Linked DNA regions of Danio rerio: region 1 is linked to region 2. A link is a contact called in public Micro-C data. All regions are on one chromosome and are shown on one strand. The core of a region is the stretch at or near the end of the contact, and the rest is flanking DNA. Distances in the headings are between cores, read along the strand shown.

Region 1 (5,437 bases), core at 1,472-3,971, 180 kb before region 2:
TTAGTTCCTCCATGTTAGTCATTTCAGTATCAGACTGGTTGGATTTCAAATGTCCTTTATCCATTTCATCTCGTTCATCATCTATAGACAATATACTTTCACAGTGCTGTACAACAGAGTCTTTTTTCTCCTCACTGTGAATCTCTTTAGGTACATGTTTATTGACCAGTGGGTCAATAAAAACATCACTAATTGGACAATAATTGTTCACAAAAGCAGGTTTATCCTCTTTTAATACCTGTCTTTCTGCAATTTTATATACTGGATTTGATTTGTCCCCAACAGCTAAATGGTTCTCCTGAATGGACGGTAGTACACTGCTAGCATGCTCAACCAATGGCAACCCACAGATTTTGGATGGGACTACTGACTCAGCTTGGACTGGTGTTCCAGAGTATACTGGAAGTGGTACGGATTGATCTTTTTCATGTAGTTTCAACTCTGTCATTTCTAATGACTTGTCTGTATGGTCTGATATCACAGAGACCTGTGATTCTGTAACAGTTGCTAGTATTTGAGCCGAAGTGAAAGAGGAATCAGCAGAAGAAAAAGACAGTGAATTAGATCCAGTTTCTGAAATCTCATCTAGCGGGCCAATAAGATTGCAATCATTTTCTTGGTGATAAGTTGTAGATAGCTTCTCCCTTAAAATTATATGACCAAAAGGCTCAGTAGGTGTAGTTTCCAAAGATTCTTCTGCAACAAAACCAAAGACAGCATTAAAAAACATTGAAATATTTTTCCTCCAAGCAAGGTAATGAACTTTGTTTAAATTCAGAACTCACCTGCAGACTGGCTTATCCTCATATCCCCCTGGTGAAGCTTTACTTGCTGGGGTTTGGGTGAAGTGCTCCCTTTTCCATCCACTGACCATGCTCCCCTACTCACTCGTGTTTTTTTCTGATGTAGCGGTACCTTCATGCTGCTTGCCTTGGCAGTGTACATGCGTGCAAGCATCTGCACTTTATTTAAAATCTTTTCTGAGTTTTCCACCAAGCACTGATTGACTGGTCCACCCTCAAAAAATCCTAAATCTGGTACCTCGGCCATTCCTTCATAAAGGGTTTGGCTACATGTAACCACCTTGCCATGACGAGACCATCTGCCAACTTTAATCTGACTGGGAAGGCTATCCAGGCTTCCATTAGAAGACATCCTAGGTCTAGTTTTACTAGCACATTGAAGTGATGCATGTGCTGTCTCTGTGACCTGCAGATTAGATTTGTCTGGTGCGTCTGGATCACATTGTAAACTCTCCGATTGTTTATGCTGTACTTGGGTTGTTATGCAATTTACGGACAATTTCTCAGGAGCATCTGTATGTTCACCACAGCTGTTCTCTCTTGAGATGGGGACTTTCGGACTGCTTGGAGACTCTTGGCCAGTCCTTTCATTCTCCTTCCACAGTTTCATACTGAAATCACAAACATCTTCATCCTTTTTCATTGAGGTCTTGCCGTCAATTTCTTCCACTTGATGGTCAGCATCTGAATGTGAGGGAGGAATGTCTGCATCAACAGATTCCTGATGGCTGAAAGTCTGGTCAGCTTGGTCAGATACAGGGAGTATTAAAAATGCTGAGTCAGTGTCAACAGTGTCTGAGCGGCCACTCTCAGACTCAAACAAACTGTCCTGACGAACACAAACATTGAATCGTGTTACAGAATCCTTCACTAATCCTGCAGGAATATGAGAAAAGCTGTTTCTTCGTGTAGACTGACCTTCCTCAACTCCTGTCTCCGCTGCCTCATAATAGCTGCGAATCTTCTCAATAATCTGCTTGTCACTTTTGGTCAGTTTTTGCTCAGGTTCTATTTTGGGAGAGCTTTCAGATGCTTTCTCTGAAGTATCAAAAAGAGGACAATGTGAATTGGCCTCACATGCTGTCTCATTTGCAGATTTATCTGATTTATTTTCACTTTTACTAACAGAGTTCTCATTATCTTTCTCTCCTTCACTTAAGGTCTCTGATTTGCATGATTCACCACAACTGGCCTCTTGGAATGTCAGCTCTTCTAATTGATTTTCCTCAGTAGAGACATGCAGAGTTGGTGATACTCCCTTCGGCTCATTTGGTTGAGAAATATTTTCTTCACAGGAAGGATGGCTGTCCTCGTCTTGGACTGATTCAGTTTTCTCTGCATCAGATCTGTGGACATTAATGATCGCATGTGTATTTTCATCCATCTCAGCTATAAGTGGTTTGGATTCCTCTGACTCCTGTGCTTCCAATGGCTGAACTTCTAAGGTCTCTGGAATCAACTGACACTATAGAAGTAAAACAAATGAAAACACTTTATTTTAGATGGGTACCTACAAAATCACTGCTGTAAATGAGTATACGGATAGAAAAAAAAACATTGTTCTGAAATACTTAAGCAATTACAGTCTCTGGATGTTGTTTGAGGTTTCATAATGTGTTTCATAATGCGTTTCATAATGTGTTATACTTACCCTATCAGATATCAACTCTGTCATGCCCTGCCGAGCACGGCTCTGGTTAATGAACTCCATGATTTCTTCAGTAATAGACAGTGTTGGTGGTGGAGGGAGTGGTGTCATATCATCTTCATCTTGACACAAGGCGAGATCATCACGTCCAGATTCAACTTCAATGACTGAGGATGCCAGAGTACTAGTACTGCCTGAAGAGCCCATACTATCAGCCTGTGGGCACAATTCCCCTTCACTGCCAGCTTGAGAACTCTAAATGAAAATAAGTGTTCATAATAAAAGTAAGGTCACTGTAGACCCTTGAGTAACATACACGGCTGTGATATTATCTATGTTTCCATCCACCTATTTTAATAGGCATTTTGGATCATCGCATAAAAATACTTAATGAAAACATAGTCTTTGAATATGCTCACAAAAATTGTATATGCACAACTGAATAGTCTATATCTGATAAGATAAAGTGTGAATAAACTACAATGGAAACCCATTTACTAAATAAATCCCCTCATACACATAAAAAAGCCATGTGACATCTTTTTAAGGGGATCTTGTGATAACAAAAAGTTAGTAAATTCAAACAGTACACACGGGTTAAGAATGGTCCATTGTGTCTATTTTTATTATGTTGGGGATGAAAACATCTACCGAGTTACAGTAAACTGCTGTAAAAATGCATCAGATAATTTTTTATTTGATTATTTTTTTGAGTAAATCTGTTAATCAACATCAGTCCTGGCCTACTACTAAATTACTAAATAGCTTAGAAAATTACAGGGGGGAAAAAACACACACAAAATGATGTATTTTCAATATCAAAAGTTGTTGTGAACTGGATTTTTTTAACCTTTTATCTCAGTCTTAGACATGTGAATGATTAGTAACAACATTGGTTTTTATGCATTGTTATATTATAATTTTTCTTCCTAATTTAATGTTGATGGCTGTTTTTGCCCCATGCGCTTATTTTACGCGACCGCCATTTTAAAGAACCAAAGAGAGGCTGCGGTGGGAAAAAACCCGGGAGTATAGGACCAGCACTGAACACATTGCAGTAACATGCTGTGGACTATGAACCTTCTGCTGTTGCAGACATTTCAAAATGCAGAAATGATGTAACCTTCACTTTAATAACATTCAGTAAGTTTAATTTAAACAATTAAAAGCAATTTAGCATCAAACAACATATCAATCTCTGTAAGATTAATATGTTCAAGCGTCCTCCTAGACTTCAGTTCATGCCAGCAGGTAAAAATCACGCTTTCCTGCTTTAATCTATGTAACCCAGTGAGCGATAAAACAATGCAGTCCTGTGTAGCACACGCTCGTGTTGTCTGTAATAGTGTTGTCCCGGTACTGAAGTTGTGAAAAATGTCCATTTCCCACTAACATTCAAGCGCCACTGAGCGTGTTCATAAACAGCGCTGATTTACAATAGTATTTACCAGTACTCATCAGTTTACCGCTCTTCAGATGGCTCGTCGGTGTTTGTACTTGGTAAACAGTGGAGGGTGAACTGATGACCTTTTCAGCCAAACATTCATTTCTGTCGAGCATGTGAACACAATGGCAAATCAGCTGTTTTAAGAAAGCCATCAACAGTGCCTTAAATGTTAGTGGGAAATTGACGTTTTTTCTTTTAATTCAGTATCATGACAAGTCTAATATAGTGAAAGAACCAGTTCATTAACCTGAGTTTGATAAATGTCATCTAAAATGTGTGTTTGGGAAAGAAAACGTTAGCAAACTAGTGCCATTTCCATAGCTGAAAATGAGGTCTCCCTTTTTATTTTCTCCATTGATTCAGAACGGACCTTCGGGTCACTTAGAAGGCGGTGAAAAATAAGTTTGTGTCACTTTCTCTTCACTGATAACATATACAGCCAGGTACACAACATTCCATGTAACTCCCAACGATACTACCGGGTTTCATCCCACCGCAGCCTCGATTTCGCTTTTAAAAAATGGGGGTCGCGTGAAATCAGTCTATTGACTTCAATTATAACCACCTTTGATGGTACATAAATACACAGTCTTTGTTTTTATTCACTTCATGTAGTTCTGAGAGCTGAAATGCATATTTTGATTTTCTCAGACACATCAAGGTAAGTGCGCAAAGGTCACTCTCACACACATACACACACTTTTATTTGCTGTAATACTTAATAAAAAATCCAAAAACTAAGCTTTTTTTCCCCTTTTTTTTGCACAGGCCAATCTAAAAGATTAATGGTACCAACTGATGATCAACAGTTAAAATTACAAATTTTAACTCTTCCCATGAGGGAAAACCACCAACAATAAAAAAATTAATGATTATATGGCATCATGGTTTTTTAATAAAAACAAAGTGTTTATAATGGAAGTCAATAAGGCAAAAACAGCCACCAACAATAAATTAGGGAGAAAAAAATGAAAATCAATCAAAAACAATGCATCAAAGGCAATGTCGTTTCACACGTCCAATTCTTTGACAAAAAGTAAAAAAAAATTAAATCCACAATAACTTTTTATATTGGAAATACGTCATTTTGTATGTTTTTCCACCAAATCAGTGACATCATTTATGAATTTGGCAATTTAAGAGTTAAAATCCTATAATTTTCTAGTCAATTTAATAGTTTTGTTCAGGATTGAGGTTTATTTATGCAAAAAAAAAAAAAAAAAAAAAAGATTTTGGTTGTGCGGTGGTGGGCCCCTAATAATATCTCTGAGCGCCCCCTAAAATGCGTAGGCCCTTAGAATCGTCCTAATCGTCCTACATCTTTGGATGGAAACATAGCTACTGATATTTAACAAACCCTTGTTGCTACAAGACTACATTATGTTGCAGGAATAATGTATTTGCAGACTTCAGCATAACTTAAGCACAGCACATTTTGAAAATTAATGTTTATCAATTTCTCAGTGAATATATTCAATGTATTTTGGTGCATTTAAACAAAACAGATTTATTAAACAGATATATTTATTGAAATAATAT
Region 2 (5,649 bases), core at 232-2,731:
CGCCAGTTGTACATTGTAGCATGTGTACATTGTGGCCCATATGGTAATAATTGATATGAAGGCCATGAAAGTTTGGCCTATCTTGACCCACAGTTATAATACGTTTTATTATTTTTGCTTCAAGAAAAGTTCAATGATTCATGGGTTAATAGTTATTAACTTGGCTAAGACTTGGCACAGATACAGTTCATGTTTGGCCACTGTCTGAAAGCCAGACTTGGTCCAGTCATGTACCGTAACTCACTGCGGCATGTAGGCCAAGCAAAAGCTGATTGAGTGGGTCAGAGCTGGACCAGAGAAATTGATATGTGGGCCATTTAAGTTTGGCCTGTATTGACACACATTTAAAATACATTTTATTATTTTCGCTTCGAGAAAAAGCACGCCTAAAGCACAAAGATTCATGGGTTCAATTTCATTGCAGTCATGACACACCAACATACTGTATCTGGGCCATTTCAGGCTCAGTTATGGGTTATTAACTTATTTAATACTTGGCCCCATTATGGTCCATGTTTGGGCCTTGTCTGAAAGCCAGACTTGGTCAAGTCATGTACCGTAATTCACTGCGTCATGTGGGCCAAGCAAAAGCTGATTGTGTGTGCTAGAGCTGAGCCAGAGATGTTTTGCTACGTGGTAAGTGTTGCCATTAGAGTCAGCAGTGCAACATGCAATCATCCTACCCATGGTAAACATGCACGCTGATCTGACAGAAGACAAGGGCAAACAAAGTCATATTTACAGTTTTATTCTGTGCATAAAAGTGTTCTTGCTTCGTATGATTACAGTTAAACTACTAAAGTCTCATATTTTGACAATGTTTTAAATTCCTTTTCTGGACTTTGAATGTCTAGTGACCATTGCTGTCTGTGTAGGGTAAAGAGCTCTAGGATTTCACTTAAAATGTCTTAATTTGTATTCCAAAAATGAACGAAGCCATTTGGTAAACTAACTCTTTAAGATCATAACCACTGGTATTAATTTTGTTTTGCCTGCATATGACCACCAAAATGCTATTAGTCGTTGACTTAAAACCATGAGTACCATGGTTTTAGCTAAAACAAATTCTTCATCAATGTTCAACTCCAGCAAAACATCTCATCTGGATGACCTGAGGGTGAGTAAACTTACACAGTAAACTATGCATGATGACAAACCTTCTTCTTCTTGGTTCCTACTGCTGGTAAGACTTTCTCCAGCAAGTGGATGCAATGAGGCCAGTTTTGTTGTCAATTCCTTTGATGCATGACATTCAGTCCATGCCAGTCTATAACAGAAAAACACTGCATCACATCCACGCCTCTGTGAGTAATTAGAGGAGTCATAGTGCCACTGCCCATGATCCCAGAGGCCCAAGTGGTGGTGGGGGAAGCTCAGAGCTGGTGGAAAGGAAAGGGGATGGCCGGCTTCCTGAGGAAAAAGCATCGTCTTATGCGCTCCAAAACAACTCAGGAAGTGACCACAGCTAGTCCCGGGCTTCAGACGCGCATTCAGTTGGACGACAGCACATGTATGGTCAGTTGCTCTCTGAATCGGACACTTACTGCCTGACAAACCAACACAAAAACACACACAGATATAAAGTCGCTGGGACACTGGGATGTCCCTGCTCTGAGACTTTTAGGGATTTACCATCGCTTTGCTGCCAAACAAGGTAAGGCGAATGTTTTTTGCTTTGACAGTTCTTTCAAACATTTGACTGGTTAGAAAGCCTGTTGTGACATGTGGAGGACAGTTAAGTGCTTCAGTAGTGGTGGTTTTAATGTCATAAGTTTTACTTTCAGCTGTTCTTCTGTTATTTATTATGGCCAAAGAAGGTTATTCAGATGTTTTGATGAGCTGAGGGGATGCTGTATTGGTCAAGGATATACACAACCTCCATGCTTATTTGAGCCTGCACATTATGTAAACACTTGTGTGAACACTTTTAATTAAAACTGGAAAGGTGTTTTAATCTTAAAATATAAATATGTCTTTTCTAAATACATTTTCATAAACTATCATAAACATTTATTTAAATGTGTCAATTATTGATTCTTATTATAATTCTGCTTGTCATTCTGTGGACTATAGGTTTGCAACACCTGTCAACTAGAAGTCATGGAGTTTTAGTAGACTGTCTGCTTATTATATACATTTTAACTTGATGATCCTTAAACGTACATTGTTTACATTTGCTTTACGTTTTAAATTCTTCCTAACCTCTAAGAATCTATAGAAGATTTGATTATGCCATGTCATTTGTACCATACTTGTTTTATTCATTAACTTGAGGATGGATTCACCTCCTTGTAGATCTTGTAATTCTGACTTGTACACTGGGATTGTTCTAGGGTCTGTGACTTGTACTACTTGACTGCTATTGATACATTTGGCCACTATATTTATATAGCAATTGATAGTATTGCCATAACAATGCACAATTCAGAATCCAAGAATGTGAAAAGCTCAAAATAGAATGTTATGCACTGTCATTACTGTATTTTGGTACTTACAACATTACATAACTGTATCATAATATCTATCTTGCATTAAACCTAAGATGAATGGACATGGCAAGAAATATACATAACCTATAAGTCATGCAAACAATTTTACTTATTCTACTTACCCTAACTAAACTCATCCGTCATCTAACCCTGCTAAACCTAACCCTTTTTAAACTCAATTCAAGTTGAGCTTTATTGTCATTCCTTTACATGTGTGGACATACAGTGGAACAAAATGCAGCGTCTAACAGAACCACGCTGCTACATAAATAAACATAATCATAAATATAAACACAACACTAGATGTAAGAGCTATTTTTAACCTATACATAACTGACATACTGGAGCGGTGTAGTCTAATTATAATAACTATGCATGCATTGTACATATCTTTAAACTATACACATAACCTAAGCCAGACTATACAAGTACTTTCACTATCAGTTTTAAAATCTAATCAGACATACAGACTATAAATAACTTTACACAAAAATGCCAATTTACTCTGCTAACTCAAAACAAACTCTAACTCTAACCTGATCTTATTTTTAACCCTTTCATGACTATTAAATACCAATACCAGCAAAGTAGTCTTGTAATTATTAACCGTACTCTAATGCCATCATATATTCAGGTAATTGTACATAACTTTACAAGAAAATTTCAACCCTAACCTAGAATACTAACCTAACCAAAACCACCCAACCCAATCTAATATTATACTAATGCTGACCCCAACCCCAAGAGACCTACAAACCCCATTACAAACTTTACAAGAACTTTTTTTGATCTACGAAATCTAATCCAAATTTAGATTTTCCCTAAGCCTAGCCTAAAGATCTACTAATTCCATCATTACTCAACAGTCTGCAACTACTACAATTAGGGTCAGTTTATATGAACTTAACATAATGCCTAACAGTGGACCAACAATGATACTGATACAGTCAACAAATACTAAAAATGTAAAGTCACACTTTAAAATGTACATCCATATATTTCACTACAAACAAACTGCATTATCCTGACATTATGTAAATTTGAAAATGATCAACCACAGTTCTGTGTATTTTTGTGTGTGTGTGTGTGTGTGTGTGTGTGTGTGTGTGTGTGTGTGTGTGTGTGTGTGTGTGTGTGTGTGTGTGTGTGTGTGTGCTCATTTTAAAGCATCTGTTTTTTTTTCATAGTTGAGAGCATCACTCTCATCCAGTGGTGGAAAGTGTACTGAAAAATCATTCTTAAGTTAAGGTACTATTTCTTGCCTAAAAATGTAGTGCAAGTATAGTAAAAGTATCTGTTGTAAAAATCATTATGTATGTCATCATACTCGTCTGTCATCTTCTCATCTGTAACATGCATCTAAACAGTCTCTGGGTCAATGCGTGTGTAAAGATTTTGGACATTTTTTTGAACACATTTAATGCTTCCAAACAGTTTGCTGCAATTATAAACACTGTCCATGTCTTGAGGTTGTTCATTATGATGCGATTTTCCTTCTATGCGCGATTTGATTGGACAGAAATCACAGGACGGATTTTTCTAATCTCCATAGACAAGGAAAAATAAAGTAGTGACTGCAGGTTGAAGGAAAGTAGTGGAGTAAAAGTACCAATACTACACTAATAATGTACTCGAGGAAAAATAAAAGTACACACTTTGGACTACTTAGTAAATTACAATATCTGAGAAAAACTACTTAATTACAGTCATTTGAGTATTTGAAATTTGTTACTTTATACCACTGCTCTTATTTGAGTAATGTCCACTTCACAGGTGAATATATTATTGGACTTTTACACTATTTGTTCTCAACAGGGGACAGAAGTCCACTAGGGGGCCTCTGCAAACTTCCAGAGGGGCTCAATATGTATTACAAATATTATTTACAAAAAAGTGATATAATAACATTATGTATAGGCTGCATCAAATTGCAAAACAATCTTTCTGCAATCTTTTATATTTATTTTTATTGTAACAGATAACCTAAAGGTACATATCAGCTGAAATATGAGAGCTGTTAAAATATTGACTTGAATAAAGGTGTCTTGGAGTCTTCATATACATGGCTCCATCAGAACAGAACTAATTTGGTTAATTATTCTGAGCATTTTTCGTGTGTACACACAATATAGTACACAATAAAACCATAGATTTATTCAACATGTGTGTGAGAAGAACACCTGCACCAAGAGCAAACAACCACCACCGATGACAGGCGACAAGCAGTGGTAACCATAAAACCTTGAGAAACAAGTCGCTCCATAATCAATCCTTCCTCACATGTTGAGTGATGTCTTCCACAAAACTACACAAAATTAGCTTCGACCTGACCCGCTTAATGTAAAAGGTTACACTTGTGACGTTCATCCAGTCCGTTGCCTGTCTGCTGATGCCCATGCTAGCGGAACGGGTCAGGATGTGCTACCAGCTAAAACGGGCGCTATAAAGGATGACCCACAGTTCCTCTGCTGCCATGAAGGTGTCAGGGAGGCTGTGTCCGATTGCTGGATGCTGTTTTAGTGGTGTGACATGGAGATCCAGAGGGCTTTTCCTGTGGTCTGGATGGAGCTGTGCTGCAGGATGCAGGCAGGCTATGATTGGATCGTCCCAGCTGACCCTTCACTGAGGTGCCAGCCAGAGCTTGCATAATAGTGCTGACAAACAGGGATGTGTGTAGCAGGAGAGGGGGGTTTTACTGTATTTACAGTACACTGTAAAATTATCTGTCAATTAACAGTGTCCGTATTTTGTGTTTTTGTCTATTTATGGTTGTGAATTGCATTATGAGATGTTGATCTCTGCTCTGTCTACTTTTGAAAATTCCACTCTGGAAGTTAACAAAGTTACTTTTATTGACATTTTAGTCGCTTGAAATAATATAGTGGATAAGAAATGGTAAAAAAAAATAATGAATCTGTAAAATAACAGAACATGTCCTGGCTGTTCATTACAAGGTTTTTGCAGCATAAAATACTTACTTTAAACTATAAAAAATGTATATAAAATCACTTTTTAAGGTTAAAAGTCTTAAGAAGAAAGATCAAGGTCTCATATTGTGATTCAAATGCATAAATAATAAAAAATAATAATAAAATAGAAAAATAATAAATCATAGATGAAGGAGAATAACTATAAGCAACTAAATATTTTGACTGTTCAC

The links. A called contact is a pair of places that touch in the nucleus more often than the background predicts.
Region 1: a Micro-C map of caudal fin shows a contact between it and region 2, with 2.4 times the contacts expected there. The contact joins the promoter of LOC137487742 here to the promoter of exoc3l2b in region 2. A contact is called at or near these places in 4 of 18 Hi-C or Micro-C datasets (caudal fin, embryo and an unstated tissue).

Annotation. Positions count from the first base shown.
Region 1 is chr15:22,828,570-22,834,006 of GRCz12tu, reverse strand. LOC137487742 reads right to left here and starts at 2,721. Exons shown (of 4, transcript XM_068218795.2): 1 at 2,455-2,721; 2 at 786-2,268; 3 at 1-696. The coding sequence starts at 2,658. plekhg2 (pleckstrin homology domain containing, family G (with RhoGef domain) member 2) reads right to left here. Exons shown (of 16, transcript XM_073923603.1): 16 at 4,661-5,437.
Region 2 is chr15:22,651,910-22,657,558 of GRCz12tu, reverse strand. exoc3l2b (exocyst complex component 3-like 2b) reads left to right here and starts at 1,481. Exons shown (of 13, transcript XM_021472940.3): 1 at 1,481-1,654. The coding sequence starts at 1,509.